Linked DNA regions of Mus musculus: regions 2, 3 and 4 are each linked to region 1. Evidence: chromatin contacts called from public HiCAR-type, Micro-C and promoter capture Hi-C data. All regions are on one chromosome and are shown on one strand. Each heading gives the region's core, a stretch centred on a gene start, on an enhancer-like site or on the middle of the called end of the contact. The rest is flanking DNA. Distances are from core to core; before and after follow the strand shown.

The links. Promoter capture Hi-C pulls out the DNA fragments that hold promoters and counts their contacts. A called contact is a pair of places that touch in the nucleus more often than the background predicts. HiCAR-type assays count read pairs that join an accessible place to other places.
Region 2: a promoter capture Hi-C map of hippocampal neurons shows a contact between it and region 1, with 3 times the contacts expected there. The contact joins the enhancer-like site here to the promoter of Dnah9 in region 1. A contact is called at or near these places in 4 of 39 promoter capture datasets (embryonic stem cells, frontonasal cranial neural crest, hippocampal neurons and 1 more) and 2 of 115 datasets of contacts at active chromatin or transcription factors (astrocytes and embryonic stem cells).
Region 3: a HiCAR-type map of astrocytes shows a contact between it and region 1, with 2.6 times the contacts expected there. The contact joins the enhancer-like site here to the promoter of Dnah9 in region 1. A contact is called at or near these places in 4 of 39 promoter capture datasets (embryonic stem cells, pre-B cells, second pharyngeal arch cranial neural crest and 1 more), 1 of 115 datasets of contacts at active chromatin or transcription factors (astrocytes) and 2 of 9 other capture datasets (embryonic stem cells and liver).
Region 4: a contact with region 1 is called in a Micro-C map of embryonic stem cells, with 2.7 times the contacts expected there. The contact joins the promoter of Zkscan6 here to the promoter of Dnah9 in region 1. A contact is called at or near these places in 5 of 39 promoter capture datasets (embryonic stem cells, frontonasal cranial neural crest, hippocampal neurons and 2 more), 2 of 484 Hi-C or Micro-C datasets (both in embryonic stem cells) and 2 of 115 datasets of contacts at active chromatin or transcription factors (bone marrow-derived macrophages and embryonic stem cells).

What each region holds. Positions count from the first base shown.
Region 1 is chr11:66,165,005-66,172,266 of GRCm38.p6, reverse strand. Dnah9 (dynein, axonemal, heavy chain 9) reads left to right here and starts at 3,716. Exons shown (of 69, transcript NM_001099633.1): 1 at 3,716-4,210. The coding sequence starts at 3,800. Gm12296 (predicted gene 12296) reads right to left here and starts at 4,232. Exons shown (of 3, transcript NR_153847.1): 1 at 3,684-4,232.
Region 2 is chr11:66,610,878-66,618,139 of GRCm38.p6, reverse strand. No RefSeq gene overlaps it. Among named protein-coding and RNA genes, the nearest start is that of Gm40028, 68 kb to the right of the region's middle. Within about 2 kb of position 4,804, at least 5 of the 459 cell types and tissues checked have an H3K27ac peak or open chromatin away from gene starts, as enhancers often do. A contact at or near this core is called in hippocampal neurons, where this site is marked.
Region 3 is chr11:66,564,596-66,571,857 of GRCm38.p6, reverse strand. It overlaps the pseudogene Gm12297. Among named protein-coding and RNA genes, the nearest start is that of Gm40028, 21 kb to the right of the region's middle. Within about 2 kb of position 2,682, at least 14 of the 459 cell types and tissues checked have an H3K27ac peak or open chromatin away from gene starts, as enhancers often do. A contact at or near this core is called in astrocytes and stem cell-derived epiblast-like cells, where this site is marked.
Region 4 is chr11:65,803,984-65,811,245 of GRCm38.p6, reverse strand. It overlaps Zkscan6 (zinc finger with KRAB and SCAN domains 6), which reads right to left and starts at 4,071. Exons shown (of 7, transcript NM_001302374.1): 1 at 3,985-4,071.

The DNA.
Region 1 (7,262 bases), core at 2,467-4,966:
GAATTTTCCTTTTTATTCTGCTTCAGTTTGAGGGGATAAGATGTATTCAATATACAATCCCTTATCCAAGTATGGGCTGTATATAAATGTGTGTGTGTGTGTGTGTGTGTGTGTGTGTGCGCACACACACACACACACACACACACACACACACGCTCATTTGACTAAAGGGAAGAATTGTTGTTTTGGATAAACAAGCTCATGAAAGGAGATGTTGGGAATTGAGAAGAGAGAGGGCATTAAGCAGATGACCCCAATACTAACGTTGAAGGGACAGAAACAGGGGAGAGAGTCAAGGAGACTAACAAGAAGCGGTTACATGGAAAGGAGAAAAAAGAAGAGTACTTGTTATAAAGCCAAAGGATGAATGCTTCCCTATCCATGAATCAACTGAGCTGAACAAAGTCAATAAGCACATTAAGAGACAAAGCCTACTAGATTGGCTAACAAAGACACCACTATTAACAAAGACACTTGATTATGATGTTTGATGTCTAGGATATTTGATTATAACTTTACAAATAAAACAATGAGCATTTCCATGAAATAGAGTGAACTTTCCCACCTTTTGATATATATTCTCATATAGCACAATGTGGCTGAAACTATGTAGCTAAGGATAATGACTTACTGGTCCTCTGGCCTCTATCTTTAAGTGTTGAGGTCACAAGCACACAGCCCAGGCTGATGTGCTTATTTATTTATATTTATTTGAGATAGGACCTTACTATATATATCAGATTAGTCTTAGCCTTGGTTGTGGTTACTCTTAGTCTTCCACATGCTGGAATTATAGGCATGAGCAACTGTTGTAAACATATTTATTTATTTATTTTTATTGTACACTATATACTTTATATATATAAACTATATACATATACTGTACTGGCTAGTTTTGTGTCAATTTGACACAGGCTAGAGTTATCACAGAGAAAGGAGCTTCAGTTGGGGGAATGCCTCCACAAGATCCAGCTGTAAGGCATTTTCTCAATTAGTGATCAAGGGGGAGGTCCCCTTGTGGGTGGAACCATCCCTGAGCTGGTAGTCTTGGGTTCTATAAGAGAGCAGGCTGAGCAAGCCAGGGAAGCCAGCCAGTAAGGAACATCTTTCCATGGCCTCTGCATCAGCTCCTGCTTCCTGATCTGTTTGAGTACCAGTCCTGACTTCTTTTGGTGATGAACAGCAATGTGGAAGAGTAAGCTGAATAAACCCTTTCCTCCCCAAGTGCTTCTTGGCCATGATGTTTGTGCAGGAATAGAAACCCTGACTAAGATATATATATATATGGAAATAAACTTGTGTAAAGTTAAAGAAGAATGGTAAAAATAAAACCTATACCTGAACAAGAGCATCGCCAGTACATATGTTAATGAAGAAAGCTCACAAGACTTCAACCCTAGACAAAGAACTACAGGCATACGGGCAAATACTTGTTGAGAGCAGGAGAAACTATCTTCCCCAGGGAAGCAAACCATCAGGTTATCCAAAACCAAATGGTCAGCCCTAAAATATATATAGGCAAGTAATGTTCAGACTAAGCAGGTGTGTACGTAGGAACACACACACACACACACACACACACACACACACACACCAATTAAAAGCAAAGAGGCTATGGATAAAGAAAAAAGACCTCCTGCCAGCATTCAACCTTGACCTGCCAATTTGGAGAGTGCACATAACACCCCAAGCCTGCTCAAGCCTTCTAATGATTGATGGAGCTCCTAATGGGAGCTATTTTATCTTCAACATCAGTAAAAATCCTAATCCACAACCATCAAGACAAGCTTTTCTCAGAACCCTCACCCACTGCAAAATGTCTATGTTAAGGAATTGAAAAAATCAGCATCTAAAATGGACAGTTGTGTTATAGAGAAACAAAAACAGATGGTGGTGTTTGCTTTAGGCAGGTATCTTCAGGAACTCATTCATTCTCTCTGGGTACATGCACATGTGTTCACATACATGCTTATATGTGCAGATATGCCCCATGCCAGTCAGGGTATGATGTATGGAATCTTTCTCTATGGCTCTCTGCCCTATTTCTCCAGTGGATCAGAAGAAGTTCACTGCTGGCTAACTAACCAGGGAGCTCTTAGGATCCACCTGTTCCTGACCACCAAAGTGTGCACAGCTATGGAAAGCATTAGTACAGGCACTAAGGAGGTTGAACTCGGGCCCTTGTGCTTGCAAAGTAAGTTTTTCTATCCACAAACACATCTCCCCGTTCCATCATTCATCCAGTTTTTATATATGTTGGGGGTATGAGAACAAACAAGATAAAGGGGAAACAAAGCCAGGGTGAGAGGGGCACAAATTTTATTTGAAGAGCCAATAGAATGTAGATGAGTTCTCTCTATATATAAAACATAAGCAGATTAACACAATGGAGATCTGCCACCCAAATGGCATGACTACTCCTTATAGGAAGAAGGGAAGAAGAGAGGAAAGGAGGGAGGCAAACAAGGGAGGAAGGAGGGAAGGAAGGAAGGAATTAAGATATGTAAGAATCCTCTGACATTTCTATTTTCCCCCAACGTCTTTTTGGGAATATCAATTATCAGATTCATTTTGCCCCTTTCTTCTTAATTGCTCCACTTGTTGTTTAATGCAGCAATGATAAAACACTCTTTATAGACACAAAGATCCATTTTCTAATGCAAACATTTTCATCACAGAACCCCTGGGTCCCAGTTATCGAGCAGTAAATCATTTCAGCTTCCAGGCACTGGTGTTGTCCTGGGCGGGGCTGGGGGGGTGGTTCTTGTTAAGCCAAGCTGCCTTTGATAAGTGCTACTCTGTTAATAGTCCTTGAAGCCTGATGTAAACATTCACTTTACTAAGAAATCCCGCAGTCCCTGGGAGGTAATACAATCGGGGGTGGGGGTGGGGGGGCAGACAGGAGATTCTTGCAGACCGGAAGGCCTCTGGCTGAGTGTCCATTTCCTTTTTACACACACATATCCATTCCTTCGTTCACACACGCATACAAAGACCCAAGTGATTGATTCTGATCACGGAGAAGGATCAAACCTATGAGGAGTGATAATTTTCCAGGTCAGAAGGGGAGCACGCTGCATATTTACAAGCACTTCAGTATATTTAAGAATTGACCTCGGGCCACTCGCATGGAAGACCATTGTCCAGCACAGCTGCCCTTTTGGCAAATGAAGGTGCAGGCAAAGCAAGGTACTGGAGATTATTTTTTACAATAATTTATTATAAATGTCTGAAGAGGAGACATTCGAAGTGATTGCTAGACACGCATGCTTATTTAATTGCAAATTTAAATGAAACAATTAAGCCCTGTGTCACCAACAGGTCGAGTGTCGCTGGAAGCTCATAATTTGAAGGAAAAAAAAAAAGTTCTATCCAACAGCATTCTCCGAAAGTGTTTGAGTTGTTATCTTGGGAAAAAAATTGTATTGCATTCATGGTATTATCCTTGGCGTTGGGATTAACTTTTTAAATTATATATTTAGGACAGAGTAAGAGAACTATTCATTTTGTGTATGGAGGCGTCTGAAGACTTTAATCTGGCCTTAGACAAAAGAATCCCACGCAAGCCTGTGCCTGTAGTCTTCAGAGCACGTCTAGTCTACCAGACCAGCTTGGATGTGAGAGCTTCCACCAGTTTCCCAGCAACAACGACGCGACCCCGCCCCTTCTCAGCCCCTGCCTACCTTATTAACTTAGTGGGGCGGAGCTAGAGTCCAGTGCCCAATATAAGGAGAGCAGAGGCAGGAGGGCCTGGCATCCCCGTCGCTAGGGAAACAGACGCTGCAGCTGGCAACACGCGATGCCCGGCGCCAAGGAGCAGGCAGCGCTGGCGGAGTCTGGGGACGAGGAGCCTGGAGACCCGAGGCTGCGGCTTCTGGGGACTTTTGTGGCTCGGAGCCTGCGTCCGGCCGCGGGCACCTGGGAGCGCTGTGCAGGCACAGCCGAGGCGGGGAGGCTGCTGCAGGCCTTCCTGGATCACAACGCTGCCTCGGATCCGCGGCCACTGCTGGTGGTTCAGTCCGGGCCCGGGGGCCTGGTGGTGACACCCGGTCTAGACGCAGGACCAGAGCCCAGCCGAGCTCGCGCCAAGGGGCTCTTTTTCTTGCGCACTAAGTCCGAGCCTCCGGGAAATCACAGCCTCCGCGGCACGGTGCTCTGCGGGGACCTACCCGCGGTGCCACTGGAGCACCTGGCCCCGCTGCTCTCAGAGGTGAGGGTGGGTGGATGGCCCCTTGCTAGCAGAGGCTCGAAGTCTAAGGGAGGGAAGGGGGAAGAGGGGCGTGTGCATGAGGGGCGGGGTCAAAACCAAAGAGGTGGGGCGACGCTGCAGAGGGATTGGTACGTGGGCGGGGTCACAGGAGGAGTCTGTGGTGGAGTCTGAAAGAAAAAGGGCTGAGATTGGAGCACAGCCTGGGAGGGAGTGGAAGGGCAGGGCTGCCAGTAAACCAAGACCCTGGTTGGTGATCTGCTGGGTGCCAGCTGGGGACAAGTCTGGGTGAAAGCCAGGCCACAATATGAACCAGCTTTGGGTCAGGGGGTTGGTTCAAGAGGAAGTCATAGTGTGAAGAATGCCTGAGTCCTGGCAGCTTTGTAAGTCATCACGCAAGGGCCAAGGACAAGAAAGTGGTGAATTTTGAGTTAAAGTTTGTCTGCTGGATGGGAAGGAGCTGCACTGCTTTAAATAGTATCTACCTTTGCAAAGAAGTTTAGAAGGAGGCGATTTGGTTTTGATTTTAATGTCCTTCATTTACCATGCAAACATTTATGGAACTGCCTTGGGCTGGCAGCAGTTGGGTATCTTTTGGTCAGCAGGCATTGGGAAGAATCTGTCCCACCTCTGGGAAAAGAGATACAGGTGGAGCCTCTGGGCCTTCAGAGCTCAGAGGATTTTCGCAATGGTAGTTAGATGAGAATCTTGAACCCATTAGACCTTCCCAAAGGAAGAAAGCTTTCCTGGTAGTTGAGTTGAGCACATGTGCTTCTAGAGGCTGGCCCTCTCTAGGTCTAGCCAGTTGTGAAAGGAGTGTGTGCAGATACTAGCTGTGTGGCGTTCTGTATGCTTAGTGCCCTGGAAACGGCACAGAAATGGAAAATAAATTCCCATCCATGAGATGCTTCCCAAACACACTCATCAGATCATGCGTTCAACGTATTTGAAACTGAAGACAGTGAGGGTGAACACTTCTCTAAAACTTTGGCCCTAGTGGTAAAGCCAGGACATGACTCTTCCTTGCTACATCTAATGTTAGCTCCCTAGTTGCTGTGAAAGGGGAAATCCCGAGGAGGAATAGGATGGATGGGCAAGCATTCAGAGTCTGGGGAAGCTAGGCTAGCATTAAGTGCTTTAATGGTTTTAAATTGAATAGTCTTATTACTGTGTTATGTTTGAATACCACCTGTACAGAAGTCCATCTGTAGGTCATGTCCCTGGTAAAGGATGATAGGAAATTGTCCTTGGCTTCAGAGGAAAGACAGATCCATGTAGTCTCAGGGGCTGCGGTAATCTTAGTGTTACATTGAGTTCTGATAAGGGAGAGGCAGTTAAGGGTACATAATGTTCTTGCAAAAGACCCATATCAGGAAGCTCACAACCACCTGTAGCTCCAGATCTGGGGGATTTGATGCCCTCTTCTAAACTCTATGACTATCTGAAGTCATATGTACATATACACTTATATAGGCACACATGGATATGTAGCCTTAAAAAATAAAATAAAATAAAAATAAAATAAAATGATTTTTTTAAAGGCTTAGAGACAGACACAAACTAGTCTGTGAAGAGGGTTGAGCACAACTCAGGACTACATAATCAAGGAAATCCAGCCCAGAAATCAACAGTAACTTTAGGAGCTGGAGAAATGACTTCCAGCTTATGAAACCACACTTCCATGGGAGCAGAGTTTGGTTCACAATACTCAAGTCAGGAAGTTCACAGCAGCCTCCAACTCCAGCTCTAGGAGATCTGACACCTTCTGTGTCCCATGGAAACCTACACACATGTGGCATACATGCACATAGACCATACATATATACATAAAATAGACAGTTTAAGAGATTTTCTCTTTCTCTCTCTCTCTCTCTCTCTCTCTCTCTCTCTCTCTCTCTCTCTCTCTCTCTCTTTCTTTTTTTCTTTTTTCTTTATCTATGTTTTGAGATAGATAATGTAGCCTCATGTAGCCCAGGCCAGGGTCTGACTTGCTATGTAGTAAGGATGACCTTTAACCCCCAATCCTCTCACCTCCACCTCCCAAGAGATGAGAGTACAGGTATGTAGCACAAAAATCCATGGGTTTTGTTTTTTGTTTTTTGTTTTTGTTTGTTTATTTGTTTGTTTTTGTTTTTGTAATTTAGATTGAAGACAAAAGGATACAGTTAAGGAGTAAATGAATGAATGATGTGGCACTTAAACAGTGAAATACTGATAGAGAATACTCTTTAAAAGTATTATTTTTATTTTTTAAAAAAGCAACAACATAAAATCCTTCCACCCAGGAGTTCCTAACCACACAATACAATGCTGTCAGGCATAAACACCAAGTATGATACATCTTCAGACCTCCATTACCCAACATGATTGAAAGTACACTCACCCAAAACACCCATGTCCCTGTCCTCACACTCCCCAAACAGCATTCTCCAAATTGTCTTCCTGAATGTGACTCTTTTAGTCTACAGGTACCTGTGTGAATGGAGTCACCTAGCAGCTGTCTCTTTGTGACTTTCGATGTTTCTCTTGACTTAACACTTAATTATTTCAACAATCAAAAGGTGCTCCGGTCACATGGCCTCTGGGTTCTTTGAGTCTTTCTCCTCCTGTCCCCACCACTTTGTGATGGGTGCACCCCCATCTCTCTGACCAGTGCTTCTGCTTTTTCAACTTCCTGAACCACCCCCCCATCCCCACACCCCATATCCTGAAATCACTCTCTGCATGTGACTGGGACCTCAATCTATTGTCTTTACAATGTTCCTCTGCCACAACAGTGCATTTGTCCCTTGCCCAGCTTAAGAGGCAGCACCATCCTTATCATTAACTAGGTCATTTCACTTAGCCAATGAGGATCCACTGGGTAATTTATTTAGCCAATTAGGATCCACTAGGTCCTTTCACTTAACAATGCCCTCGTGGTTCTTCCTATTGTGGAATACAACAGATCTTTTGTTTGTTTGATGTCAAATATATTATACTGTATAACACATTTTCCCAATTATCTCCATCATATTGGCCTGTGGGCATATGTATGGGGTATTTTCTTGATTGC
Region 2 (7,262 bases), core at 3,555-6,054, 440 kb before region 1:
AGGACATCATGCCAGGATTAGTCAGGTTAAGCTAGATAGCTGGCTGGGAGACAGCCCTCGCCAAAAGGCCTAAACTTTAAAATATTAAAAAGCCTCTGTGTCATCTAGTGATTGCCATATCCAGAGATCCATCCCATGATCAGCTTCCAAACGCTGACACCATTGTATACACTAGCAAGATATTGCTGAAAGGACCCAGATATAGCTGTCTCTTGTGAGACTATGCCAGGGCCTAGCAAACACAGAAGTGGATGCTCACAGTCAGCTATTGAATGGACCACAGGGCCCCCAATGGAGGAGCTAGAGAAAGCACCCAAGGAACTAAAGGGAACTGCAACCCTATAGGTGGAACAACAATATGAACGAAGCAGTACCCCGGAGCTCGTGTCTCTAGCTGCATATGTATCAGAAGATGGCCTAGTCGGCCATCACTGCAAAGAGAGGCCCATTGGACTTGCAAACTTTATATGCCCCAGTACAGGGGAATGCCAGGGCCAAAAGGGGGAGTGGGTGGGTAGGGGAGTAGGAGGGGTATGGGGGACTTTTGGTATAGCATTGGAAATGTAAATGAGCTAAATACCTAATAAAAAATGGGGAAAAAAGCCTCTGTGTCATTATTCATACTGCTGGTGGGTCCAGGAAAGTCCCACTATAAGTAATATGTCATTTTCAGTCATTTTATTGCTGGATTCCTTCAACAGAATAAAAGTGTTGGGCCTCTAGAGCCATGGCCTATTTAGTCTTAGGTTCTTGGCCACTTTAACAATGACTGATATAGATTCTATCTCCTTCAGTGAGCTAAAATTCTATCAGGAAGTAGTTGGTTTCTCCTGTAACATTTGTAGCACTATTGTACTGTCCTATTTTACAGGCATGTCACTGTTGCAGGACACAGGGTGTATCTGGGGAGATTAATTGTTGTCTTTCTCCTCCAGGAGTGTGTAGAATGTCTTCAAGTGCCATGAACACTATTTAATAGGGGGTGAAGCTTCTTATGAGGCACCAGTTTAATCTCTCTGAATTTGAGGAAACAAGTAAATATTGTCTTCAGGCCTTACTATTAGGTTTTGAAGAGCAATTAACATGGCCTTGGCATTAGCCTGTGTTGAAGAAACAGACTTTTGGCTCATATGATGCCTTTAACTTTGAATTTATACATTGTGTTCTCTTAATATAATCTCTATATTTTATAGTTTTCTTCTGAACACTTCAGCTGCATCTTTGCCTCTACTTTTAGCTTAATCTCCTTAGATACTTTTGTGTTATGTCTATAAATATCAGATAGGACACACATATGTTTATGGTTTGACCTAATCTGCCTTTTCCCCAGGAAGCATGGTATGTTTGTGCTACTGATAGGAACATTATGTTTGATCTTTCTTCTGTTATCTTTCCATGCTTGTATATCTTTTATATTTGATTTGCTTTTGGATTTTTGATAAAAAGTATTTAGCATTTTGAGGGGCATGCCATCTTTTAGTCTTACTGATTTTCATCACTAATTTTCTTTTAAAATGCCTTTTAGAAACAATTTCTTGAAACATATCTCCTTAATTATCAGAATCAGAATTGAAACACAAATCTAATTTGCACATTCAAAACAAAGTGTGGCTTGTGCTGTCTGACTTCATTCTGTGACCTTCTCTTCAGTCAGGGTCTATGTGCACTTTCTTTTCAACACTTATGTTTTATATATTTTTACTAACTCTTTGAGAATTTCATACATTATAATTCAGTAATAGTCCCCTTCTCTTCACCTCATCTCAGATCCTCCTACTCCATACCCTACCAACTTATGTCCTTATTTTTTAAGAACTCCGTTTAGTCCAGCTAGTACTATGTATATACTTCGGTGTGTGGCCATCAGTGGAATTTGTTAGACCTGCCAGAGTTCACACTTTTAAAGAGAACTAATTCTTCTCCTGGTGGCTATCATTTACCAATATCTCCTGAGCTAGGGGTTGGGCCTTCAGGCTCACACCCTGCTCCATGCTGGGGGTCTTGTTTGTTTTGAGCTTTATGGGTCTTACATATTTAGTGCAAATCTCTGTGTAGCTCACAACTTACTTTTTGAGATTTCCCACTTTGTCAACTCATTTATTTACTCCTTTATTTGTTTTCAGTGGAGACTGCCACCTGGATCTTCCCAAAAATACCAAAATATAAGAGACTGTAATATTCTCAGAAACCTACATATGTGCTCCTGTATACTTAAAATTCTGTCTGGATTACTCACGGTACATAATAAAGTGGAGTTGCTATATAGAAGACTCAGGTGGTATTTAGAGAATCATGACAAAAACAAAAGATTGGTTCACATTCAATGCAAACACAATTTTTCTTCAAGTATTTTTATCACACAGTTGGTTGATTTTACAGATGCTGAACCTGTGGCTATGAGGTCGGTGACTGTACTTCCGTCCACATAACCAAGCCTGCTCCATATCTGTCCTGGATGGCAGGACAGTATTGCTCAGAGTATTCTAGGGAGAATCTTTGTCCTGCTTTCTAGGCATCTGAAACCAATCAGAGGAAGCTCTGTGGTCCCAGAAGGAGATAGGCAGGGGAATGTCCAGGGAATGTGTAATGGGGAAAGTATTGAAGACACACCAACCTGTACAGGTTTCTAAGAAAGATGTCCTGGCAGTGGTGAAGGTGGGCACTGTGTTGATTCTTTGTCTAAAAACTGGACACCATCATAGAGAAGAATATGTAAAGCCAGAGCAAGAGGAAATACAAACAACTCAGTGTTGCAGGGACCTGGCTCCTGGTATGAAAACAAGAGGGGCAGAGGGATAAGGTGGGCCATTCCATGAGGTTAAGACTGACCCTGAAAGTCACGCTGAAGAAAGCTCCTGCTGGAGATTTATGAGAAGGATGTGAATGCAAGAGGATGAGGGTTAAGGCTGAGGATGGACACATGGCAAGCTCTGAATAGTACTTTGGACATTTATAATAAAAACGATTGAAGTGAAGAACCAGCAAGAGGGAAAGAAGCAGAAGGTGGACACCTCTGGACAGTTTCTTTGGACAGACAGGGGAACCTCTTGAGGAGCTACTCCAAACCTGTCCGCTGTGTTTCTTGCTTAAAATCAAGTCCCACTAGAAATGATATGGTGAAGAAATAGCTCTGAGGTCACTGGCCACAGATTGGATTTGGTTTGGGGATGAAGTCCACTGTCAGAGAACGTGAGATGGTACAGGTGCTTTCAAATCCATGTAAGTGACGTCTCTCAGGTAAGCCCCATTATTCCTCAGAGTCTCTCCTGGCCCTTATAAAGTCTTTCATTTTTCTCAAGTGGAAATCATTTGTAACAGTTCATTGATGGATAGGCAATGGTCCTTTATCCATCCTATGGCTGAGCTTTGCACACTAGAGTGTTATGTTCAGCATGAGCAGAATGGCTGAGCAGCAGTCAGCAGCCAGGTGGTATGGAAGTTCTTAATGAGGCTTGATTTTCCCACTGCACCCATGAGACATCCTTACCATCTTCCCATGGAGCTTAGCTATTCTATTTCTCTTCACTCTTTATTTCCTTTAGTGTTTAACTTGTGGAAGTGTTGAGTGACATTTCTCCAAGTTCATTCATTCTTTTCTCCTCTTCTAAGTTCCTAAGGACTATTATTATGCTTTTTGGTTCCGGTTTTACTTTTGATTTTTCTGGAATTTCCATCTCTCTCTCTCTCTCTCTCTTATGACCCATCTGTTCTTTCACATCGTCTGCTTCTTCATTAGAGCCCTTAGCATGTTAATCACGGTTGTTTCAAATCCCCAGTCTAATTCCAGCATCTCTGCCATATTTGATTCTGGGGCCTGCCTTTTCTCTTTACATGGTGTTTTTATTTTTCAGTAAGTCTTGAATTTTCTTTTTCCAACTGAAATACTATGGATTAAATTCAGGACATTTTACATACTAGGTAAGTGTCCTACCCCTGAGCTATGCCTCTAGGCCCTTAATCTTGTCATTTTTTTTATTGTAAGCCAGACAAGGTATACTGTGTAGAAGGCGTACTAATTCTCACTGCTTTGCCCCAGTAAAGACTGCTCACTGCATCTGCCTATTGGTCTCTTCACCTGGGAGACAGCAACTTTCTGATGATCTGGGAAGAGCTGTTGGTTTTTAGTTTGGTCAGCTTTTTCTCCTGGTATGTGAGGGAGAAATGACTTCAAAGCTCCTTATGCGATGTGCTAAAAACTAAATAGGACCTTCATTTGGAATTCCATTCCTGGGAGTTTATAAACTTTCTTTGGATTTTAGAACTTTAGAATGAAAGCTCTTAACCACTCTTTTCTCTTGCTTACAATCACGACAGTAAGAACTAGACTCTTGCCATGAGGGTGTTCGATGAGAGCCAAATCTGCTCTTACATACCTATAGAAGTTACAGGATCCTCCCTCCTGTTTTACAAATAAAGATGCCTAAATTCAGGAAGGTCAAGTGACTTTCTCAACATCACTTAGACAATGACAGACCCAGAGCCTGAGTCCAAGACTACCAAGTCAGTTCAGTATCCCCCCCAAGGTCTTTGTGTATCCATGGTCTGTTGCCCCAGGACAATGAGCTTATCTGACCTTCATTTATTTATAGGCCCAATGGCTCCACAGCAAATACTTTGGAAGAAGAATAGACAGAGTGTCTTTGGGAGCTGTGCTGCTGGGAGGAAATGCTAGCATGATTTGAAGCCAGAACGAAGCATCCTGGCTGCGCAGGATGTATTGCCATGGCAAGGCGGGAGTTAGAGGGCGCAGGAATGTGGGTCATCTTTCTTACTCCCTGGAGTTAATTCAGCACCCTGTCTGAATCACCATTGTCTGCACACTGATGCCCTCTAGTGGTATGAAGAAAGCGCTCCCCCCCCCAACACCCCCACTTCCCTACAAGAAACGTCCAAGATTGAGTTCCCAGGAAGGAAGTGAGGAATTGCCCATCCCCCATCCTACCCCCTGCTTCAGAGGTTTGTCTAGACAGGTCTTTTTATTTTATTTTATTTTATTTTATTTTATTTTATTTTCTCTGCAGACACACCCTTTAACTTCTTTTTATTCAGCAACCCAAAGACATTTAAAACAACCAGTGCAGCAAAGCTTTGCCCAGATGGAGAAACATATGCACCCAGGCCCAAGCTCAGGAAGAGGCACAGAGCAAGTGCTCAGCACACTGAGGTGCGCACGCACAACTCCACACACTTCTGAGAGAGGAAGGGTATCACGAACCCAAGGGGTGTGTTAATAACATCTGAACCCCCTTTTGATAAATGCTATACAAAAGTACAAATATAAAATGAGGTGCAGAGCCTTGTAAGGGCTCTCCCCGACAGCTACAAAGTGAATAATCTTCCCACATAGCCATCTGCTTGTGCACACACAGGGAAGAGATGGTGGAAGCTGGAGCTTAGTTTAATTCTTAATATTACTCCTGGAATTCTATTCCCAATGGGAATAAAGTCACCTTGGAAAGCTGAAAGCTATATATTTAACTCCTATAATGTTACTGCTGCTCAGAATATGTAGACTTGATTCTTGGAGTTGGCCTCAGGTCCTATAGAATATTCCTTGAAATACCATTCATAGTGGCAATTTTATCAGTTACGTGCAGATTCCTTTTTTTTTTTTTAGAACCAAAGTGAATGCTGATAAGTTTTGTGATAGGTGGTCAGGCTGTTTTGTGCTATTTTTGGTTCAGAATAAAGAATCATTTTGGAAGCCATCAAATTTTCTTATACCTTCTTTTGTTGCTTCTATACCATTCTGTGAAGAAGTTTTCTTGAAAAGAAATGCGAAAAGATTTTCATCAATGAAAAAAATCATTTACATTTAACATGTGTGCAGGACCATAAGTCAGGTCTTTGCCAGCGGTTCTCAACCTGTGGGTCAAAACCTCTTTGGCGTCGAATATCAGAAATCCTGCATATCAGATGTTTATATTACGATTTACAACAGTGTCAAAAATTACAGTTATGAAGTAGCAATGAAATTCTAATTTTATGGTTTGGGTCAGCACTCCATGAGGAAATGTGTTAAAGGATAGCAGCATTAGGAAGGCTGAGAACCACTGTACTTGACAGTCCTCCTAGAAGAACAGTGGCTGGTGTCCCACTGCTGAGCTCTGAGGTCTGAGCATATGGAGGCCAGGCTGACTGCTCCAGAGTCACAGCCAAGTGTGTCAGGGACATCAGGAATGATTCATTCCCAGCAGGGCCACCTTAGGTCTCCTCAGACACCCCAAGATTTCCAAAACAATGAAAGATTACAGGAAAGTCTGAGACGTTTCCACCAAACCTTCTTTTCCTCTCTCTTTATAAGGTCAAACTTATTTCATGGTTTGGTGGTTCTCCTAGCATGTCTGGCTTCTTTATTGTTGTTGCTGTTATTGTTATTATTATTTTGCCCAGGTATTTCCCCCAAAAGATCCTATGCCTTTAGTCCCATCTCAATTTTTACTTCTTGCAGAATCTGGTTCAGTTTTCTACCATGGGCAAATTCACCAATGTCAAGAGTTTTCGCTTGCTCCATTAGTCATGTAGGTATATTAGAGTCGGCCTCCATTTCTCTACTCTTCCTTGTTGATATTTTTAGGCCTCAATCCTTTTCATTCTGGGGAACAGAAAAATACCGGGTGCTTCTTCCATGGAAACACTAGGAAGTTCGAATTCCACAAAGCCCCTATCAATGAACTGCCCTGGAGCTACCTCTCCACCAAAACTGAAACCTGAGCCCAGTTTGCAAACACCGAGGACCATTTGGGGCCTGGTTTGAGCTCTTGCAGCATGCAAGTGAGTCACTTTCCATTTTCAGTCGGAGCAGAAGATCCGTCAGAATCTGAGGCAAGTCTGAGAAGCAAGCGGCCTAGCTTCGGAACTGGTGAGGATCCTCTCACCCTCAGCTGCTGTAACAAAATGCCACGTTGCCGGGCTCCTGCAGCAGATGCTCACGTTTCTAGAGGAAGCCTGAAATCACAGTGCCTGCCGAGGGCAAACACGGTTCTTAATGAAAGCTTTCTTTGGCTTCTGTCTTATGGCTTTCTCACCAGACCTCTGTACTGTGAGAGAGAAGGAAGAGGTGGGGGAAGAAGACCGTGCTGTGACCGCTCTTGTTCTTATAAGGACACAAATCCCACCACAGGTGCCCTGCTCCCGTTGGCTCATCTAACTCCAAGTCTCTCCCAAGAGGTAACACATCTCGCTGGGAGTTTGGTCCATAGATGCACTTGGGAGTTTGGTCCCATAGGTGCACTTGTAGGGATCCTCTGTCTGTGATTGCC
Region 3 (7,262 bases), core at 1,433-3,932, 400 kb before region 1:
GATTGCTCAGTGGGTAAGATCACTGGCTACTCTTCCAGAGGACCTGGATTCCATTCTCAGCACCCACATGGCAGCTCACATCCATCTCCAACTCCAGTTCCATGGGCTGCACTACCCTCTTCTAGCCTCTTGTAGCAGGAATATACAGGCAAGCAAAGCATCCATACGCATAAAATAAAAATAAACAAATCATTTTAAAAAGATTGTCTTAGTCTGTTCTCTGTTGCCCACAACATAAAACCAGAGAGTAGGTAAGCTGCAAGAAAGGTTTGTTTTGACACAAGTTCTTAAGTAAGTTAAAGGCTACCTGTGGCACAGTCCTACAGCAGGCCAGGCTATTGTAATGCAAAGAACAGAGGTAGTACCCTTCTATAATAGACATACTCTTGAGAAGATCTATGAACCCATGGATCTACCAACCTCTTTAAAGAGATTTATCCATTCTTTAGGCTGAGTCCTAATCACCTTTTAAAGGTCCTTCCCCTTAGAAATCTCAGGATGGGATACTAATTGTCAAAATGCTTTTTGTAGAGAACGAAGCAAAGGCCCAAGCAAGAGCACTTTATTATACATGTTTTATCATTCTAAAAGAATTGTAAAATTGAAGGCTTTCTAGCCTTCCCATTTGGTCTGATAAAAAGCAAAGTGCTAATTTATTCATTCTTTCATTTACTGAGCATCTGCTATGTAACAGTCACTCGATGCGGGCTTGGAGTTTAGTGGAAAATTTGGTATTATCCCATCATCTTGATGCTATCAAAATAATCACATAAATAAATATTACTGAGTTGATTCTAACAAAGTATTCTAACAAAGTATATAAGTATTAGACCCATATAGGCAAAGAAAGCAGACATATAATAACTAAACAAAGCTGATAGTGATCTGTGTTCCAAAGAATTAAAAGACCTTAAAAACAAGATGATTTTTGTGACTATTCTTGTTTGTTTTCTGTTGTGATAAAATGCTGACCAAAAACAACTCAAGGGCTGGGCTGTAGTGGCGCACGCCTTTCATCTCAGCACTCAGGAGGTAGAGGCAGGTGGATTTCTGAGTTCGAGGTCAGCCTGGTCTACAAAGTGAATTCCAGGACAGCCAGGGCTATACAGAGAAACCCTGTCTTGAAAAACCAACCAACCAAGCAAACAAAAACACAAAACAACAACAAAACGAAACAAAAAAACTCAAGGAAAAAAATTTATTGGCTTACAGGTAATAGGGCAGTATCAAGAGAAGCCAAAGCAGAAAGTCAGGGCAGGAACTGAAAGAGAGGCCGCGGAACAATGCTGCTTACTGACTTGCTCCCCATTGCTTGCTCAACCTGCCTTCCTACACAACGCAGGACCACCTGCTCAGGAATGATACAGCCCTCAGTGGACCGACCTCTCCTATATCAATTAACAATTAAGAAAATGCCCCACAGACATGCCAATCTGATGGCAGCAATTCCTCAATTGAGATTCCTCCTCCCACATATGTCTGGGTTTGTGTCAAGTTGACAAAGACTATGAAAGTCACCGAGGAATGCCACTTGTCAGAGAAGTGGTAATAGAAATGATAATATCAATATCTGTCATGTCTTGAAAAGGGCTCTAGGGTGTATGTAACTTGAGGGTATATAAGATTGGTTTTGAAATAATTTCCTACATGGAAAACCCAAATGAAGCTCTTACCAGCTTTAGTCGTGAAGTTATTATTGTAGAAACAAACAAGTATACAGGGAAACCTGAGTTGAATTTTACCTCTGAGACAGTAGGCAGGCATGTGGGGGACCTCTTTACTCCGTGGTTTGTTTGATGTTTATAGGAGACATTTTAGCTCCTGGAAGATAACTCAGAACAAAAGAAGCCATTGATGAGCAGGGCACAAAGTAAAGTCCATAATGTTAGCCCCAAAGAATCAAAGAGAAAGACCACCAATCACAGTCATCATGGCCAAATGGATTCAAGCAAGCAATTGATTAAAGAAGCTTTTTTATTCATATACATAGGTTGCCTCCCACTAACGCAGGGTTCCAGAGGTCATCTTTGGACCTGAGGAAGACAAGTTTTTTTTTTTTTAATAGCTTTGGGGTAGGGGATTTCCAAGTAGGGGATTGGTGAGCAAAGTCAGCAGGGTTACAGAAGAACAAGAGCAGAACAAGTTAGGCATAAGGATTTCCCGAAACAAAGATATGACTGCAAGATGGTCATAAGGTAGTCATTACAACAGGTAGTCATAACAACAGGTAGTCATAACAACAAGTAGTCATAACAACCTTTTGAAATAAAAGTCGGATTGCAAGGTGGTTATAACTTTTTGAAACAAAGACATGGGTGTTGTTTCTGGGACAGGCAGTACAGAACCAGTTGTCACTAAGGTTACATGTGAGCATATCCCAATCCTTTAGAAACAGAAGTTTAATCATAAACAGGAATGAAACTAGTTTGCCTTTGCTATAAGATGGCTTCTAAGCCTAAGATGGGGCAGACTGGTTAGCCAGTGCCAAGCTGAGTGAAGGTCTTACATCCTCTGCCGTTTCTGTGTACAACGCCAGCTTGTACTGCCTAGATTCTACCAGCTGTGAAACAAAGAATCAAGCACATGGTTCTGTCACCATCGCCCACCCTGCTCCTGGAACCACAGGCTATGTTGTGTGGACCATTAGCACTGGTATTCTTCATTCTATGAGGCATGAGGAGACTAACTGCTACTTCTTTTAAAGCTGGCATGTGGCTTTGGAAAGAGACCACAAAGCATTTTCCACACCATGTGGAGTCTTAGTTCTCTTTCTTTTAAATCCCCGCCCCCTTGAAAACTAAAGAGATCCCAAGTTTGTTTGTTTGTTTTTCGAGACAGGGTTTCTCTGTGTAGCCCTGGCTGTCCTGGAACTCACTCTGTAGACCAGGCTGGTCTGGAACTCAGAAATCCGCCTACCTCTGCCTCCCAAGCGCTGGGATTAACTGCGTGCGACACCACGCCCAGCTGAGATCCCAAATTTTAAATCTGACCTATCAGTAAGAGCACAAGAAGTACCACCCCCTTCCTATCTTCTGCTTTTCAAGTTTCTCTAACTCATTGCATATTAATTCACCTGGGTTTGAGTTATGTCCTAGACAAGGCAAGGCGAAGGGTAGGAGGTGATGACTTGAGCTTCAGTTTAGCTCAAGCCTCTCAGGAGTCCATTATCATAATAGATGCACCACCGTGAGAGGAAGCGGCAGAAGCTGGGGCTTCAGTCACTTTGGTCTGTAGGGGTGAATTCCAGGAGGTTCCCTAGCATCCACAACCCTGGCCAATGCAAAACAAGGGGGGATTAGAAGAGGGCTGGCATTGCGAACTTGCATGCCTGCCAACAATTCCACACAGTTGGGGTTGGAGGGGGGGGGCACTCTGCTGGAAACTAGCATTTCATTTGCAGCTTCATTTGCAGTAGAAAAGTTGCTATGTGTAATAATGTCAGCCACTGACAGTTGGGAATCAGTGGCTCCTGGAGCGAGCCACCACCACACAAGTAATTTTCACTTTGCAAGTCAGAATGACCCTGGGAGCTAGGTGCTGGAGTGGGAGGGGAGTGTGGGTGTCTGTTGGGGCAGGTTTGGGCAGAGTGTCCACAGGGCTTCTGATGGCTGTTTCTGGCCTGCAGTTCTTGCCACTTGCAAGCTCTTCACACCACAAACACATCACCTTTGTGGTTTGAGGAGCTCTCAGGAGCCTGCCCATCTCTCCTGGAGGCAGAAAGAGGAGAGGGAGGATTGGCAGGCAACGGAAAAATAGCAAGCGGAAGAGACAGCTGTATAAAGCATCAAATAGAACCTCAGGTGGCCCCAGGAGTGCAGCTATCTGTCTCAGATCCTCCACATGCCAGACAACAACCAGAGCTGTCACTGCTCTCTGGATGCAGATGGTCCAGGTGGATGAAGGTAGACAAGGAAGTCCTAGTAGACTTCCTTATGTTTCTCTAACTTTCTAAGCTTAGTTGCTCTAAGCCCGGAAGATGTGAGAGAGGAAATGGGATAGGAGAAGGTGGGCAGCGGGCGCGTGAGCATTCGATCAAGCCAAGGGGCAAAAAGGATGGAGAAGGAAAGCTTCTCCAACAACAAAGAAAACAACCACACAGATCTGCGGAAGGTATTCTTCGCAGAGAGCTAAATTCTCGAAAGTAATCATGATTACCGTCATTATCATAAACAAGTGAAATCCTAATTAACGTTGTAAAGGGCAGCATCCTGCGGATGGCTCAGAGATGCCCCGCCTCCCACCCACTTTTTGCTCCGGAAACCACAATGATGCCTCCCTTGTGAGTGAGTGCACAGTTTCTTCACTCCAGAGACCCTTGCTTTCGGGAGCTCAGGGAAGAAAGGGGAAGTGCTCAAGTAAAGGGCCTAAGAAGCTAGAAAGACGGCCTTGGGAGACTCAGTGTGGAACAATTCAGGGGATCTGAGGCTACACTTCAGAGAAGGTTCCTGAGCAATCACTCACTCTATTCTGAGGCTTCTACACTGCTCAGTCTGAGGGGGCTTCCGTAAGCCCGAAGGCTATGAATGGACTAGTTTACTTGTTCGCGGAAGACTTTCCTGCTTCTCTACTCTGTTTGATCACTTTCCAGGGGTGCTGCTGAGTTTACCATCAGCTCACCTGACTCCTTCGGACCCCTGAGTTTTTGACTCATCGTTTTTTCTCAGCATCAGCCTGGCCTCTTTTCCTCCCAGTTCTGCCCTGCAGGGGTTGTTGGGTCTAAATTTCTACTTTGTAGGATTTAGCACTCTGGGAGGAATACCTTCAGCAGACTGAACAAATCCCTTAACTGTTTCTCTTGTAGTTCACAGGAGGTCCAGAACAGCCCGCACTCACCAAACACAGGAAATGCCGGGCCATCCTCGCCTAAGGACGGGTCTGCTTTATTTAGAGTATGCTACAGAATCTGGAACGTTGGTGCTGGGGTTGTGTAACCCACTGAGGGACAATCGCTGCAAAGACAGATTTCAACCTTTGCAAAGAATTGACAAGCTTTAAAAAAAAAAAAAAAAGCCACGTAATTTTTTACCAAGGCCTGCAAGTCATATGTGATTGCTTGTAAAAAAAAAAATGGTAAAAATATTGTAAGGAAATCCAAATTCAGAATAAGCTAATCCTAGTGATTTAGATTAATACAATCATATCAGCATGTGGCATCGTGATGTTGACTGAAGAGCAAGGTGGATGCAAATCGGAGAACAATGAGAAAGAAAAAGCAGTGTAATTCAGAAACGCAGAGGAGAAACCAGACCAAATCTCTTGCAAGAACTGTGTGTGTGTGGAGAGGAGGGGGGGGGGGGGGGTTTAAAGCAGTTCTCTGGTTATAGATAGTATGCAAATGCCCCCCCCCCCAAGAAAGTCTATAAACTTAGAAGGGACTTACAATAAACTTACCAGTTAGCACTCAAGAGAATGCTAGCAATTTCTTTAGGTAGACACTGAAAACAATTACATTTATAGAGGACCTAAATTTTGGTTTCTGGGTTTTTGTTTTCATTTTGTATAATTGCTTCATCATACTTTAAAACATAAATATAGCAATTTTTATCACCATACATTGTCATGGAGTAAGGAGCCCTGGCATTTGGCTCCTTGTTCTCTACATTTGTCTTTCTTTTAAACTTTAGAAAAAGATTTATTTAATATGTGAAGCTTTTGCTTGCATGCACATATGTGAGCTTGTTGCCCACAGAAGTCAGAAGAGTACCTCGAATCTTGGATCCCCTGAAACTGGAGTTACCTATGGTTATGGGCTAACATGTGGGTGCTAGAAACTAAACCTGGGTCCTCTGCAAGAATGGTCAGTGCTCTTTAACTGCCAAGATATCTCTCCCTCCACCCACCCATAGCCTCAGCTTTATTTTCTTAGAAAGAACGCAGTAACAAATTGCCTTGTTCAGAATTGAGCACTGCCTGCCAGGGAGTGTTAAGCAGGTACTAGAATGGTTCTCATACAAGGGGTCATGTGCCTTAGCATTAAAAAACACCCAGAATGTTTGCTGACAGTATTGATTCCCAGGAGCCCAGAAAGGTCTTCTCATCTTGGACTGAGGCCCAGGAATCAGAACTAAGAATCAGATTTGGAATATAAATCAATGGTAACTATTTTCTAAAGCTAGATGAAAATTTTCCCATTCCGAACCATCGTCTGTTGGGGATCTTTGTGGCTGTGCCATCGGGACATAGGCTGTGACCCCACTCCTTTAATCTGCATACAGACAGGATTGTTTGCATCAACAACGCATTATGGAAGTGACACCATGTAGCTTCTGAAGCTCATAAGAGCAATGCTCTTTCCACTTTCTTCTCAACAGCCCTCCTACTTGGAGTCCTGAGCTTCCATAAATCCACCCATGATAAAAGCAAGGACCAACTGAGCAGTCTGAGATTTTTTTAGGCTTGGACAAGAGATAAGCACTCACAAGATTCTCAAACACTAACTGTAGAATATGTGTGTGTGATGTGTGTGTGTGTGTGTGTGTGTGTGCTGGACTAGTAAAAGGGAAGAATGTTCACCGGTTTTTTTTTTTGTTTGTTTGTTTGTTTATTTTTTACTGAGAATGGGAAAAGAACTGTGCTCTAACCCCATACTCTTCCCATGGTTCTTTCAAGCCATGGGAATCAACAACAGACAGTGAGGAGAGGGCATGCCATTTAGAATGAACATAGAACTATAAGGAAGTTATAGTCACTCTGGCAGACACCTTAGACCCAACTAGCTCCAGTACATCTTGAAAGATATTTGGCTTCAGGCAGCCTGTCCTCCAAGTTGAATGAGTCATGGTAGGAATTCAGTTAGACCACATAGCTAGTATGTGGGAAGGTAACAGAAGAGATCCTCTAGAATTCTAGTAGAGACATCCAAACTTCAAGTCATTCCAGATACTTGAGTAAGAGGGTCCCAGATGATTCTATTCAAAAAGGTAGACCCTCCCAAATATTATAAAGTAGAAAGAAATACTGACATTTAAGTTGAAATGACATTGATGTTAGCCTTAATAATTTAGTTTCTCCGTTAACTTGAAGAACTATTTTTGATGATCTATTATTGCCATATTCCTGTAACACAGTGTTTTTCTTCCTTTTTTTTTTCTTGTGGGTGCAGTGAACTTTATTGATAGTATTCAAGAGAGTAGGTCTCCCCAGGTCCCTCCTGTTGTTATGGGGGTCTGGGATGGAAACTGTAAGGGGCTAAGTAGCAAATGGGACTCCTCAGTAGTTGAGGGCTTCTCTCTTGCTCGTGTGTCCTTTCTGGGATGGGTGAT
Region 4 (7,262 bases), core at 2,822-5,321, 360 kb after region 1:
CTGCTCTTTCAGAGGTCCTGAGTTCAATTCCCAGCAACCACATGGTGGCTCACAACCATCTGCAATGGGATCTGATGCCCTCTTCTGGTGTGTCTGAAAAGAGCAAAAGTGTACTGATGTATAAAACAAATACAAAATGATGTCATTTAAGGTTTTCAGAAAATAGTAGCCTAAGAGATATTAAAATTGCATGGGGAGGACACATTTAACGAATCCGTTTTGTTAATATAGATGTGACTTTCCAAATCGGAAAAAGAAAATCTGAAGCAATTGGGTGTGAAGGGGTGCCAGGTAGGAAGTGGGGAGGGTCAAGTAAGAGGTGAGAACCGGCAGATCTGAACTGGGCTATAAAAACTGGCACAATGACAGAGACCCTGAGAGGTTAAACTCTACGTAAAGCTTAAGGATGCATAGTGTTAGCACTGGCTCATCTTCTGACGACTCAGGACCCAGGCTCCGTACCTAGCACCCACAAAGTGACCCACAGTTATCTGGAACTCCAGTTTGAAGGGATCCAACACCCTCTTCTAGCCTCCTCTGCTGCACCCAGCACACAAAGGTGCACAAACATGCATGCAAGCAAAAAGCTCATATATACATAAAAAATAACTTACTTAAAACATAACAAAAAAAAACAGAAATATCACAGGAAAAGAGAAAAATTGTGATGGAAAACAAGACAATGCAGTAGAGTAAAAGCCAACATCTATAAACTACATTAAGTGTAAACGGGACAAACATTCACACTACAAGACAGAGCTTTCAGATTTAAAGAGCAAGACCTAGATATATGCTATCTGAAAGAGACATTGTAAATATAAAGACACGATAACCTGACATGTAGCCAGGTGATTAAAGCACTTGACTGGCCTGTGTAAAATTCTGGTTTCCATGCGCAGCACCACAAATTAATTTATTAGGCAGAAGAAATAGTTTAAAAATAAAAATTAAGGAAATGAATATATTTCTGCATGAATACATTTCTATTTAAATTAGACTGTAGTTGGAGAATACATACTTGAAGTTTCCAGTTCTATAAAAACTTGTGCCTACGATTTTTTCATTAGTGTTTCTTATGTGCTTGAACTGAATAAACCACAGATGTTGAGCCTAATTTTGATTGCTACTACAAGGAGCTGGCATAGTATATGAAAACAGAATGTGGCATAAGCATATGAAAACCGGTATGACTACATTAGTATATGTGATCAAGCTGACTGGAAGATCTGTTAGTTTCTCCTGCTGTGAGGAAATACTGTGAACAAAAGCAACTTGTGGGGGAAAGGGTTTCAGGAACACTTTTCACCTAACAGTTAAGCATCCAAAGTGGTTAAGATAAGAACCCAAAAAAGGCAAAGAACCGGGGAGGCAGGAAGAGACCATGGAGACCTTACTTACTGGCTTGTTCAGCCTGCTTTCTTAAAGAACCCAGTACCACTAGGGGTTGCACTCCTCACAACGGGCTGGGCCCTCCCTCATTACTAATTAAGAAAATGCCCTATAGGTTTGCCTATAGCCCTATCTTAATGGAGACAATTTCTCAATTGAGGTCCCTTCAGTTGACGATAGCTTGTGCCAACTTGACATAAAACTAGCCAACACAAAGACAAAGGAGGGGGTTGTCATTTCATTTTGAGAAATGTGTTGGCTCATCAATAATAAATAGTGTAGCTACAATAGTACTAACCAAAACAAACAAACAAACAAACAAACAAACAAACAAAAAAGATGGCATGTCATTAAAATAGATGGGTCAGAACATCAAGAAATAGAAGTGTAGACACACCTAGTATCAATTTTTTTGTTGATTATTTGGTATGTGTTTGAGGATAGGTGTTTGGGGCTGTCGCTGTTTTGAGATAGGGTCTGTCTCTGGAGCAGAGTCTAGCCTGGAATTCAAGACAATCACACTGCATGCATCAGCCTCCCCAATGCTGATATTAAAGGAGTGAGGTGCTGTCCTGACTTCTAGTACCCACCAAAGCTAAACCCCACAGCTCTAGTATGCTTAATGAAGTCCATAAGAAATATTCAGGAAAACAAACCATGTACACACATTTCATACAATTGGAAACTTCAAGTATGTATTCTGTAACCACGATATCCTAATTAGAGTTACTATTACTATTATGATGATGAGACATCACAACCAAAAAGCAAGTTGGGAGGAAAGGGTTTATTCAGGTTACACTTCTAGATCATAGTCCATCACTGAAGGAAGTCAGGACAGGAAGGAACTCAACCAGGGCAGGATCCTGGAGGCAGGAGCTGATGCAGTGGCCCTGAAGGAGTGCTGCTTGCTAGCTTCCTCCTCCCAGCCTGCTTTCTTAGAGAACTCTCAAGACCACCAGCCCAGGATGCTATCACTCACAACCCATGGGCCCTTCCCCATCAATCACTAATTAAGGATATACCCTACAGCCAGATCTTAAGGAGGCATTTTCTCAACTAAGGTTCTCTCCATTCAGATGACTCAATCTGACATAAACTAGCCAGGACAGAATGTAATTAAATGAGAAATCAACACCAATAAGGGATCTTGAAATCCCAACTTGTAGAAATTAGTAATCAGTGGTCAAAGACATCGCAATGGAAATTACAATATATTTTCACACAAAATGATCCTGAAATCACAGTTGACCAAATGTTATGAGCTTAGAACAGCAGCTCAAAACCTATGAGTTGAGATCCTTTCATGGGGGGTTACCTAGGATCATGGGAAAACACAGATATTCAAATTATAATCTGTAACAATAGCAAAATTACAGTTATGAAGTAGCAACAAAAAATATTTTATGGTTGGGAGTCACCACCATGAAAAGAACTGCATTAAAGAGTCTCAGCATTAGGAAGGTTGAGAATCACTGGCTTAGGAGGACAACTTTCAAAGAAGGCTCTGTTTTTAGAAATGAAATACACAAAACCCCTTCACTAACTAAATGATTTCCTGAGTTTTACAAAAATAATAAAATTTCAGTCAGTAAAATTTCTACCTGTCAGATTGATCAGAATTAGTTCCTAACACAAATCTGGAGACTATTCAAGAAGCGCTATTCTGGGAAACTAAATCTTACACATTTAAATTGTATATTAATACTACTACTTCATGCAGTAGAGGCCAACTGGTGGCTACCACCCAGGCATCTGTGACAAGGCGTCCATTTACTCAAAATTAAATTACCTTATAGAGAGACGTATGGATTTGTGTCCGGATGAGACTCTACCTCTCACTCCTCACAGAAGAAACTCGTGATTTATCAGTTATATTTGTATTACCGACGCTTTAAGAAATCGAAGTGAAATGCAATTTTTCTATGCACACGTAGGTTGCACACAGGGTTGCACATGTAGGTGGCCCTTTGTTTATCAGACCACTGTAGGCTTTGCTTGTGCCATTGATGACCCTCCTGACAGCCCTGTAAAGTAAGTATTAAAAGTGGGCTGGAGAGATGGCTCAAATCCCAGCAACCACATGGTGGCTCACAACCATCCGTAATGAGACTTGACCCCCTCTTCTAGGGTGTCTGAAGACAGCTACAGTGTACTTACATATAATAATAAATAAATCTTTAAAACAAAAACAAAAACAAAAAACAAAGTTAACAGCTCTGGATCCTCCAGGGCTTCCAAGCAGCAACGTTTCAAGCCCAGGAAGAGCTAGGGCAGCCTTCTGGGGGTTTGCAAGGGGTAGCTGGGGTTATCACTGAGGGCCAGTAACTAGCGGTTAGCCACCTGGCAGTGTCCAACCGGAGTCCGGACAGACCCGATCCCTCTCCTGGGACGAGCAACCCGGAAGAGTCCACTTTCCGTTCCGCCCCGAGTCCCCTCCCCCGCACGCGCCTGCCGTCCGCGAGCGCGACAGGCACGGGGCTGAGACCGCTGTCCCCGCCCCAGCTCGCTCCTGACAGTGCGCGAGCTGAAGCGACTTCAGGTTTGACCCCAGGACTCGGCTAGCCCTCCGATCCGCCCAAACTACGCGCTTACCTCGGCCCTAACCACCCTCACCGAGGCACTTCCGGAAGCTGGACGGCTGCGCGCATCCGCGGCCCTGGCGACGCGCGGCGCCGGGGCGGAGCGAGGGGCGGGGCGGGGCGGGGCGAGTGAGGGACTACCTGAGACCGGCTTTCCTATTGGCTCCCCAAGAAGTGTCCCAGTTCACGACCCGAGTCTGACCCCTCCCCTCGCAGGGAGCAGGGAGCTCCGGGTTCCCACCAGCATTCATTCCTCGAGATCGGGTTTTCTAACCCAGGCTGAGCCTACAGCCTTTTCGCCCATTTTCAGACCGTCCTGCGCTGGGCCACAGCAGTCACCTCTTATCACTAAGCCCAGTTGACAGAAGCCTCCTGTCCAAATCCAGGTATTCAGTCATGAGTAGCTGACAGACAGGACAGCTTTGGAATAGAGATGCGTCCTCCCCCTAGACCATGGTTAGAAGGGTGGACATCTCCGAAGAAACACGGCAGGGGCGAGGGGAGCATGGTATGTGCACACGCCTGAAAAACTGATCAGTAGGAAAGGAACTCAGCGAGTACTCAAAGTAAGTCCTTGGCGCCGAAAGGCTCGCAGTTCCTTAGAAAACCTTTCACAATCCCGGTTAAAGCAATCGGTGAGTCAGACAGACGTCAAGAGACAAACGTAGTTGACAGGTTACGAGTCTGGCAGAGGCGGAAGTGTCTATCACAGGAGAGCTTGGCTGATTGAGCAGAGACATTTAGCTAGAGACTCGCCTCGTGGGTTATTTTCAATTCTGAGGAACTTCACTTCCAAGATCAGGTGGTTTGGTCGGGACCCTAATAAGGTTCCTGTAAAGCGTGTTGGGCTTTAGTTGAACAACATTCAAGGGAGAGCAGAGTAACTCAAACCCTGGAGTTGTGCAATGAGCCTCTGAGAATCTGACTGAAGCTGAGGCTTTTCCCACGGGAAATATGGAGACATGGCTATACACACATTTCCTTCTGAAATTCAGGGAGAGAATAGAGGCAATCTTGGAATCCACAAAATTCAAGCTGACAGTTCTAGTTAGAACTGTCCCTTTAGCTACTTTTTAAAAATTAAGCTGGCAATTGAGGAGAAGCATGACACTCTTTGAACAGACGGAACAAGCAAAACACATTTTAAAAATAGGAAGACATCTAACTTAGCGGAGGAGATAATAGAAAAGTGCCATCTATTTTCATTTACTTCATAAATATTTACCAGCTGCCTTGTCGGAGCCGGATACTATTCCATTCGATAAGGATATAGCAGTGAACTACACATGCAATGCTCTGGCCCTTAAAATACTATTTTGTGAAGAAAGCTGAGCAATAGGTAAATAAATGCACAGGTAATAAGCATGCTGGGTCATGAAAAGTAGGAAAAAATTAATGAGGTAAGACAGGTGGTATTAGAGTTGTATTACAGTTTATGTACCATGAGGGAGGACGAACAGATAAAACAACCTTGAATTGAGACTAGAAGTTAAGGAGCAAACCTAGTGTACAGGGCAAGTTTTCCAGGCTGAGGAAATAACAAACATCTAAGCCTGGAGACAATAAGAAAAAAAAGTAAAGAGCTCTGAGCTCTGAGCTCTGGACCACAGCAGCAAATAGTTCCCACGTAAGAGTACTGAGGGTGCAAGGCAGAATACATGTGCGTGTGTGTACACATATGTATTATGTGTACCTGTGCCAAGGCCTGTGTGTATGGAGGTCAGAAGGCAACTTTAGAAATCAGTTCTGTCTTCCCACCATGTAGGTTCCAGGATTAAACTGAAGCTTTGTCGACCACTGAGTCTTCTTGCCAGCTTGGCGCCTAGGATTTAGTGCATGCTAATCAAGCACTCTATACCAACGGAGCTCTATCCCCAGACCCCAGAGTACATTCATAATCAAATTCTTAATCATAATTTGTAATCAAATACTGTATGTGTAATATAGTAGAATCAAGAGCAATGCTAACTCAATCAGATATGACCAAGAGGCCAGCAAAATATGTATGTGATGCTTACATATATATGTAAATTATACATACAGATTATACATACAGATAATCTATGTAAGGTATATGTGAAGATTATATGTGTGCATATTATGGTGTTTGTGTGTAGTGCTAGAGCATGAAAAAAACTTTTTTGTAGTTTGCACTTATACAAACTATGAAGTTCTTTATGAAATGTTATTAAACCTAATGGAAAATGGGTCCTATTTGGGTCTGAATAGGCAAGAATCAACATATATAAGGTTCCATATGAAACATCTTAATGCTTTCATTGTGAGACTATTGGTTAAAATTATTAAAACTTGAAAACTGCATAATTCGTTTGCAAGAGCTACTGACTTATATGAGGGACTATGGAAGTTAATAGTAACAAATGATATTAAAATATAAATATGTAGCTAATAATGTAACTTATCCATTTGCAGTTTTTGTGAAGTGGTTTTTTTTTTTTTTTTTTTTTTTGGTGTTTTACTTTGACAATGGTTAAAACCACCAAAAATAAACTAAACTTAGAAGGAGGCCTTAACAGTGTCCATATTCCAGAATAGCAAAACAGCATTTGCTCAAATCCAGTGTCTGTTATATTTTAACAAGAACTTTATTTAATAAATATGTGTTTTTCATTCTTACCTTGTCCTTTTGCTTTCTTGCATATTTCATAGATATATAAGCACAGAGGACAGGATAATTACTAGATTAGCTTTAAAATAGTTAACTGACTGACGTGCTTGAACAAAAAGTACAGAAGAAGTACAGAACCTTGTTCTAACTACATTCTGGCCACGCAGCACAGAGTGGGAGCATGTAAAAGCCATATTATTTATGCCTCTCCCCAAATTAGAGTATCTCAGAGGCAATGCCGGCAACTGGATCTTTTAAACAACTGTTTTAACGCAGTTCTGTTGTTACTGATCTGGGGAACAAAACCACAATTCATGATTTTAAAGCTTCATCCATGAGAGCCGGAGAGATGGCTCAGTGGTCAAGAACACATACTGCTCTTGCAGAATACCAGAGTTTGTATCCTCGCACCAATCTTGAGTGACTCACTTGGAGATCTGATGCTCTGTACTCTGAAGCCACCCTTAATGGTATGCATAAACAGACATGTACACATATGTATACATAAAACACATTTAAAAAAAAAAAACAAACCTCACCTTGATCTTCAAAAGACAAATAGGTGTGATTATTTGCAATATTAGTGAGTTTTCAGCAAATGTAATAAATACCCAAGAAATAGTTGGTTTGCAGTTTGGGTTGATTTTGGTCCATCATGGTTT